Regions from separate parts of the Mus musculus genome. Here regions 1 and 2 are each linked to region 3. Evidence: chromatin contacts called from public promoter capture Hi-C data. All regions are on one chromosome and are shown on one strand. Each heading gives the region's core, a stretch centred on a gene start, on an enhancer-like site or on the middle of the called end of the contact. The rest is flanking DNA. Distances are from core to core; before and after follow the strand shown.

Region 1 (2,700 bases), core at 112-2,611, 3.5 Mb before region 3:
GAGTCCTCCAATTGGGATTCTGAGTTGGGATTCCAGCCGGGTTTTTGCAGGCTTGTTCAAGAGAAGATGCAGACAATGAATAAAGATAGTTTTGGACGTCTGTGTCTGAGATTAGCTGGTTCTGGGTGGGAGCTGGGAGATGGGGTGTATCGTCTAGGGTGCTTGCCTAGCATTTATGAGATCCTAAGTTCAACCCCCACCCTGACGACTTGGGGATCAGGAGGACCTGAGATTTTGGGGTCCAGGCTAGGAGCTCTAGGGGTCTTGAACTCCGGTAAATGGACCTGGGACTTCTGGGCCCAGGGTGGCAACTGGAAGTTTGGACTCCTGTGGGAACTTGGGGTTCCTTCTTAGTCCAGGGTTGGGAGCAGGAGACTTGGACCCCTGTGGGGGGCCTGGGTCGAGGTTGGGAATAGGCTTGAAGTTTGAGGAGTTGGTGTCATGAGTCTTGGAAGTGAAGGTCCTTTGAGGGAAAATCTTCACCCAATTTCGGGCCACCACTCCCCCCACCCCCCAAGGCTTCGGGCAGGCCACGGGCAAGGCCTCCCCAAGCCAGGCTACTGGGGCGCTGACTTAAGGTCCTGCCCATAGTTCCGGCTGCTGAGCACTACCTCCCACGTCCTCTGCCACTCACTTCTGCTCCCACTAATCCGCTCCTGCCGCCTGGTAGCGGGTTCCACCCCAATGCAGATGCGCTTTCACTGGCTCTCAGCAAGCGGGCACTATTACTTCTGTTACTGCTATTTGTCCACAGAGGGGTCAATCATTGAACGCTTGCCCTTGTCGCTCAGCCATTGGCTCAGAAGTCAGAGGACAAGGATTCTGAGAAAAGTCACGTCCAAATCCAAGCGCATCCTCCAAAATGCTTCGGGGACTGGATCAAATGACTGCCAATCTTAGCAAGCACCGCCTCCTAAGTGTATTCATTAGCTGGTGTTGACGACTATCTTGCCGAGCGCCCGCCCAGCTCATCCCAGAGAATTTTCATAGGCTCCGCCCTCAAGGCCACGTGACTGATCAGAGCCGTCACTCTCATCCTAGAGCCGCCCCGAGAAGGTGGAACTCGCGCTTCATTGGGCCTCCTGACTTCTCGCGTGACTTCCAATTGCCCGCCCAGCGCCAGCAGCCCTGGGCTTATTGAGTCCTATCTTCGTCAGTCACACCGCGCCTCCCGCCCCCTGCATCTTCCGAAGCTCTGACTGGTCGCCCGGATTTACGGCCCACGATTGGCGGGCGTAGAGTGGTAGCCGTATACTACTGGCTGTTCCTCGGCGTCCGTCAAGCCGGTGGCGGGAGGAGGTGCCCCTCTTCCCCCTCCGCGACCCCCCCTCCCCGTCGCCTTCCCAGCCGCTGGCTTCCCATCGTGCTCCGCGGCCGTGTGGAGCGAGGCCTTGTTCCCGCGTTGAGCCGCCGCCGCCTCCGCCTCCTCAGCTTGAAGCCTCCGCACCAAGCCCGTCCCCGCCGCGCCATGTCGGACTACAACACCGGAGGTCCCCCGCCCGGCCCGCCGCCTCCCGCTGGCGGCGGAGGGGGAGCCGCGGGTGCGGGAGGAGGCCCTCCGCCGGGCCCGCCGGGCGCGGGAGACCGGGGCGGCGGAGGCCCTGGCGGCGGCGGCCCGGGTGGAGGAGGCGCGTCCGGGGGCCCCTCACAGCCTCCCGGTGGCGGCGGCCCTGGGATCCGCAAGGACGCCTTCGCCGACGCCGTGCAGCGGGCCCGCCAGGTGAGGGGGCCGCGAGGGCGCGTGCGCGCGCGCGGGGGAGGGGGCAGCGGCGCGCGCGGGGTCGCGGGAGGGTCACGTGGGCGGCGGGCTCGGGGCGGGGAGTCTGGGGCCGTCACGGTGTGAGGGTGACCCTCTGCGTGCGTGTAGTTAAGGGTGCGTTGAAGGGGGGATCTCCGAAAACTAGACTTTGCACTGGACGGTTTCTCTTGGGTACCAGGGCTTGCAGCCTTTGGGGTCCCTGAGACCCACCCCTGTACTTGCACCAGGTCTTCTCTATTAGGAGGGTTGCAGCTTTGGAGTTCCCACGATTTTTTTCCTGGGTGTACTAGAGGATTCCTCTAGGACCCATAAAGGTTGCAGTCTGGGACAGTGTCCCCAAGAGCCACCCCCCGAGCTTGCACCCGTTATTTCCATTCAAGATATAGGGTTTGCATTCTGAGGACCACTCTAAAGTCCAAGACTGTTTGTGATTTGGAGAGGTCTCCTAGTTTTCCAAAGGCCTGAGCTTGAATGTTATGAGGATGTCCCCAAGAATCACTCCTGGGTTTTCACTTAGGCACCCCCTTAGGACCCATGGGGTTCTAGAAACTGAGGCAGATCTGTAAGAGCAATTCCTGAGTTCATGAAGGATGGGGTCAGAGATGCTGTGAGACCCCTCTTTGAACCCTTGGAGTCTTAGGGTCCCCAAGGGCTTCTCAGGGTTTGTAAAGTTGCATCGCAGGATGGTAGGAGACCGCTATTCAGAGACCTGAGGGTTCAGAATATATTAGTTCCCAAGACGGAGTCCTAGGTTTGCACAGGGACTGAGCTTGGCCGTATACTTAGAAAGTGGGGGGGACCCATCTTAGCACACATTTGCACCCGCCCAGAAATTCAACTCCCTTTTAGAGGATCTTGCTTTACACACCATTACTCCTATTTTCAAGTCAAAACAGGTCCCCTGGCCCATTTCTGTACCTTCCCTAGGAAGGGATTTGGTA
Region 2 (2,732 bases), core at 97-2,596, 3.3 Mb after region 3:
GATGCCTTGCCAGAACACCGGTGTGCTGCAAGGTGCTCAGCTCCAAATCGGGCTGCACCGCTTCAGCTTTCCCCATCCAGCCAACGCAGGAAGGCCTGGAGCTACAGAGTTTAGAGCCATCTCTCCGCTGCTCATTAACCAACCATTCCAGCTGTCTGTAGTGGGTTTTTTTCTTCTCTACACTAAAATGAGGACAGTCCAGGCCCTTTGTTAGACTGTTCACACCACCATGTAGCCACCTACCGAAGGCCAGTGGAGAATCGGATCTTCACCGCTGTAGTTTCGAGCTTAATTTTAGTTTCAGAATTTTGGAATTTCCCCCCTTTCAAATAGGTGCAATCTACCCTTATTTGTTTTATTTTTATTTATTATTTTAATACTATTTTCTCCATCATTGCTGCATGGTTAGTGGCAATCTTAAGCTGTTTTGCCAGCTTTAAAAAAAAAAAAAGCTGTAATACTTATCATCTGTACAAAAGGTAGTCAGGACGGTATAAGTACTAGGTGGTTCTGCCGTAAGGTTATCTCCACCAAGCACCCTACAGCTCGGCTCTGCTGTAGGTAGGTAGGCCCCGTTTCTCTGGCCTTGAGAATGTTCTAGAATTCTCTCAGCTGGCCTAGCTTGTTTCTGTAAAGCCTACAAGAGAAACGCTCACACTGCAACCTAAATTCCACGAAGGGAGGGATATTCTCTCGTGTGGTCTGGTCACTGCTGTGTCCTTTGTACCGGATAATTCGGGCATTTATTTGAAGGGGCGGGGGGGGGGGAGAAAAAAAACGGAAGAAAAAAACTAAGTCCTGATGGCTGACGGGCCGGCCCGTGAGGCATGAGGTGCGCCTTCCACATGCACCCGGACTCAACCTTCTCAATGTGGCTGAAAAAGAGGGTGAAGGGGCCCGGCCAGGCAAGGCCTGCTCTCTAGTCGTGCCGCCCGTTATTAATTTCTATTTCTGCGGGCATTTTGTAAATTTTAAATTCGGCCGCCAAGCTTTGCTGACGGGATAACGCCATGCCTTCGAGGTGCCATTTTTGAGGTAATGACTTGAATAAATGCTTTCCTGACAGAACTCTGAGCACCGTCCTGCCCAGGACTTATTTCACAGGGGCTTCGGACACGGTCCTGGGGGGGCTAGGGAGTGGCAGGAGTCGGTCCATCTGTCTGTCAGTGAGGCTCGGGCCTGCTCGGCAGCCGAGACCCTTACGTAGATGTCGCGCATGCTCCATGCGCACCCCTCACGCACTCCGTGGGCGACGTGGGTCCCCTGGCCCCCCTTGCGAGGCCCTAGCGCTGCCGCCTATTGGCTGTAGCACGTCACGAGGCCAGCCACGCACAGTCATCCCCCCGGGGCGCGCAGCCCACGCCTCAGTGACTCGGCGACCCTCAGCACGCTCGCTTCGGGACTCCGCTGTCTCCGTGGCCGTGGGCTCTCTTTCCACCACCGCCTCGGCTTTTTTTTGCCCGTTGGCCGGCTAGGCAGCCACCTCACGTAGCTGCCCCGTCGCGTGGCTTCTGCTCCACCTTCGAGGTTTTACCACCCGAACTCTGGCCGCCATCATGGTGAGTCGAGGGCAGGCCCCGGGGTGGCAGTGCAAGACCAGCCGGAGGCCGCGATTCCTTACGCGGAGGTTTAAAAATCGGCCTTTTCTGGTGTAGCACAGAGAAGTGGGGAGAGGGCATAAAGAGGGTCCTTTCATATTTCCGGTTCTGGGTTCCTCCCCCACCGGACAGCCCCCAGGGTGAGGCCTGGAGGACAAGAGTGGCGGCCTTGCTGCCTTTGCGGCCTACACCAGCACTGAGGGGTTGCGGGGAGATGGCGGGCAGCCCTGGGGACCTCGGGCAGCCCCGGGGTGGGCCACGTGCACGGCCTGGGCGTCACGTGACGGCTCTTTCCCGCCTTTGGGCCGCGGTGCCCGTAGGAGCAGGCCTTAGGCGAGGCCTGCCGCGGCCCAGCCCCCACCCCGCGGCCCAGCTCCTCCGCACGAGCGCCCGGGCTTCCGGGTCGGAGCGCCGCAGCGCGGGCGCCTCCGCCAGGTGGCGCCTAGGCTGGCCGCGCCGGGTCCTGCGGCCTGGCGGCTTGGCCGCGGCGTGGAAAGGACCCGGAGGGCGTGGTTATCGGGAGGCTGAGGGCGGGCCCTGTCGCCTGGTGACTGTGGGTGGGGTGGAGGCGGCTTTGCGGGAGCTTGGCTTGCGTGGGCTGGGGGAGGAGCCAGAGGCCTGAGCCGGGCGGGGGTCGGGGAAAGCGGGACCGGACAGCTCTGCTGTAATCGCCGCTGCCGCCGCCAGCAGACTGACTGAGGCGTTGCCAGGCTAGCTTGGGCTACTGAAAACAAACGTTGATAGCCATTTAATCACAAATCCGTTAGATGTTGCATGTTCGTTTAAAATTTTTTTCCATTTTAGAGGTAAAGGAAGAAATTTATACTACTTATGACCGATGTTAACTTAAGTTGGAATTCAAATTAAGCATTTATAATGTGAAATAGGTACTTGTCTATCACAATAATTTAAATCGCACAATATTGGACCGTTTTCTCACTACATTAGGGTTAAACATTTGATAACTGCAGATTTTTATCTATTGGCCAGTATTTGTAGCATACATGGGAATTTGCTTAGCATAGTGATTTAATTACATTTCAAAAATGTGAATCCTGAAATCTTTAATAACTATTCTCAGCTTCTAGCTATATTTGATATGTGGATTTTCCAATACAATGAAGTATGGTACTG
Region 3 (2,700 bases), core at 14-2,513:
CAAACTGAGCAGACGCGCTCGCCGCCTGGGCTGTCACCCTGCCAGACCCTGTTTACACCCTAAGCGGCCAGGATCCCGCTTTCGCTAAATAAATAATAACAATAATGACAGGGTTGTCGCCGCACGGCCGAGGCCGCCAGGCGCCAAAGGACAGGGGCTTGGGGCAGTGCCCACCTCCCACCCCGCGCTCCGCCCCTTCGCTCCCGTAGAGCGCCAGGATTCCAGGACACTTCTGGGTGCTCCACAACCCAGCTCCTCCTAGCGGGGCTCAGTGGGGAGGGCGAGCGCGGGGAGACACACGCTAAGATGCCCCCAACCCCAAAAAAGCTGCTTCCCAACCCCGACAGATCTGCCACACCAAGCACAGTTACACTCCCTGTGAAAGGACTCCCGCGAGCTCCTACAGAGCAGAAAAAGCCCCAGTGCCGAGCGCTCCGAAGCCAAGACTCATCCTTCCCAGAAGAGGGACACCGGCAGATCTAGAAGACCCCCTACCCCTGTCCCAGTGAGATGCTGTGCAAGCCGCAGCGGCAGAGCGCGCGCACAGAACGCAGCACTTCCGCGGTGCCGGCGGGAAGCTGGGAGTGGGTGGGGGAGGGGAGGGGGGGTCCGAGCCCGCCCGTGACCCCGCGATTGTGCTCATCCCAGCGGGTACCTTGCAGGCGGAGTACACGCCGAGTTTCTCCAGCTTCTTCGCCCGCGGAGCAGAGCGCAACTGCGCCTTCTTCACGGCGATCCGGGCCGAGCCGCCTCCTCCCGGTCCCTCGGCCGTGCCCGCCGCGGCCACCGCGGTCGCTGGCCCGCAGGAAGCAGAGCTCCCGGCAGCGGTGGCCAGGGTCCGGGGGGAACCGTGCGGGGGCGCGGGAGGCAGTGCTGGGGACCCGGCCCCGCCAGCCTCGGCCATGCCGCCCCGACTGTCACCCGCAGCTGCCAGGGTCCCCGCGGGCGCTGGTGGCGGAGCCGAGACCCTCCCCCCCCCCCGGCCGCCGCCCTGCGCCCTCCCCGCCCCCGCCGCACTCGGCCGCCAGCGATCGCAGGCCCCCGCGCCTCCCCAGGCGGCTAGGACGCTAGCGGGCCCGAGCGCCTTGGCCGCGCTCTGCTCCCCTGGGCCTCCGGCATGCTGCTGCGAGCGTAGCCGCCCGCCGGGAGCGCCAGGGCCCGTAGGTGACCGGCGACCCGCGAGACCGGGCCGCTGCAGCCCAGGCACCTGCCGCCCTGCGCTGCTGGCGTCCCTGGGCCTGACACCCTCCCGCGCCGAGACCCAACTTCCTCCACCCTAGCGGGAGCCAGAGGAAAAAAAAATGTTTTCCAGAAGTACCCGTCAGCGGCCAATCCTCCTCTTTGTTGCTAATTCACCAAAATCATGGCGTGAAGGGTTCCTTTTTTTTTTTTTTTTTTTTTTGACTTTGAGTTAAACTTTTTTTTTTTAAACAATTCTTCCCCATCGTCTTCTCCTGGTAGTTTCTGAACCGAATATGACCAGAGAGGGAGGGAGATGACTCAATGGTGTGTGTGTGTGGTGTGTGTGTGTGTGTGTGTGTGTGTGTGTGTGTGTGTATCACATAATACTTGTTCGTTTGAGAACATTACATGTCGGCGAAATGAAAACTAAACGCATGGAAAAAGTTTGAAATTAGTCCGCCTACGGGGTTCACTCGAGGTTGGCTACTTTCAGCTGCTAGTGTGTCTATTGTTTTCAAGTTAACCAGAAAGACAGCGTCCAGGAAAGTGATTCCGATTTTGACTTAAACTTCAAAATCAAAACTATTGTCCCTGGCTCTGATGGTAGGAAGAGATTGTTTCATTTTTTCACATGGGTCAACCTTCCTAAAGCGATTTGAATAGCCCTGCATTGCCGGTCAGCACCGTTGGCAAGTGCCCTAATTCTGCGGAGCAAGCATAGTCACAATGTGGGACAATGGTCGTAATGAATTTGTGATTGGTTGTCTAGCAAGCTTGGTAGCTCCTGCTGAACTCCAGCCATATGGGATGGGCTTTCCCTTGCAAATACTCTTACCAGTCATGCTTAAAGTTGCATTTTATGTCTCAAGATGTGTTTCGCCAGATTCTGTGTCCTTTTAACGCAGAGTAATGCAATGCCAAGAGAGAAAGAAGTCTCTTCTCAAAGGAGTGACACCTGCTGTGAAACTGCAGCCTTACTAGGCTACATCTAACTGAAGTCCTTACCTAGGCTTGACCTTAGCCTAGTGTGGAAGCTCAATAGAGTAAGACTCTTGCCTCAAAAATTAATTAAATTAATTAAAAAACAGGCCAGGAGCGGTGGTCTTCACCTTTGACCCCAGAACTGCAGAAGCAGAGACTGGCCAGGCTCTGTGAGTTTGAGGAATTCTGGTCTACTGTTAGGAGTTCCAGGTCAGCTAGGGCTACACAGTGAAACCTTGTATATAAAGAAACAAGGAAAAAAAAAAAAAAAGAACTCAGCATGTCTTTAATCCTGGCATTTGGGAGGCAGAGGCAAGTGGATTTCTGAGTTCGAGGTCAGCCTGGTCTACAAAGTGAGTTGCAGGACAGCCAGGGCTACACAGAGAAATCCTGTCTGGGGAAAAAAAAAAAAAAAAAAAAAAAAAAAAGCTCAGGGGTTTTTTGTTTTGTTTTGTTGGGGGTGGGAGGGCTCAAGACAGGGTTTCTCTGTGTAGCCCTGGCTGTCCTGCAACTCACTTTGTAGACCAGGCTGGCCTC

Evidence for each region. Promoter capture Hi-C pulls out the DNA fragments that hold promoters and counts their contacts.
Region 1: a contact with region 3 is called in a promoter capture Hi-C map of pre-B cells. The contact joins the promoter of Khsrp here to the promoter of Kat2b in region 3. A contact is called at or near these places in 1 of 39 promoter capture datasets (pre-B cells) and 1 of 484 Hi-C or Micro-C datasets (uterus).
Region 2: a promoter capture Hi-C map of pre-B cells shows a contact between it and region 3. The contact joins the promoter of Dazl here to the promoter of Kat2b in region 3. A contact is called at or near these places in 2 of 39 promoter capture datasets (cranial neural crest and pre-B cells).

What each region holds. Positions count from the first base shown.
Region 1 is chr17:57,030,168-57,032,867 of GRCm38.p6, reverse strand. Khsrp (KH-type splicing regulatory protein) reads left to right here and starts at 1,361. Exons shown (of 18, transcript NM_010613.3): 1 at 1,361-1,720. The coding sequence starts at 1,469. Slc25a41 (solute carrier family 25, member 41) reads left to right here. Exons shown (of 7, transcript NM_175333.3): 7 at 1-96.
Region 2 is chr17:50,292,234-50,294,965 of GRCm38.p6, reverse strand. Dazl (deleted in azoospermia-like) reads left to right here and starts at 1,346. Exons shown (of 11, transcript NM_010021.5): 1 at 1,346-1,559. The coding sequence starts at 1,557.
Region 3 is chr17:53,565,534-53,568,233 of GRCm38.p6, reverse strand. Kat2b (K(lysine) acetyltransferase 2B) reads right to left here and starts at 1,263. Exons shown (of 18, transcript NM_020005.4): 1 at 656-1,263. The coding sequence starts at 904.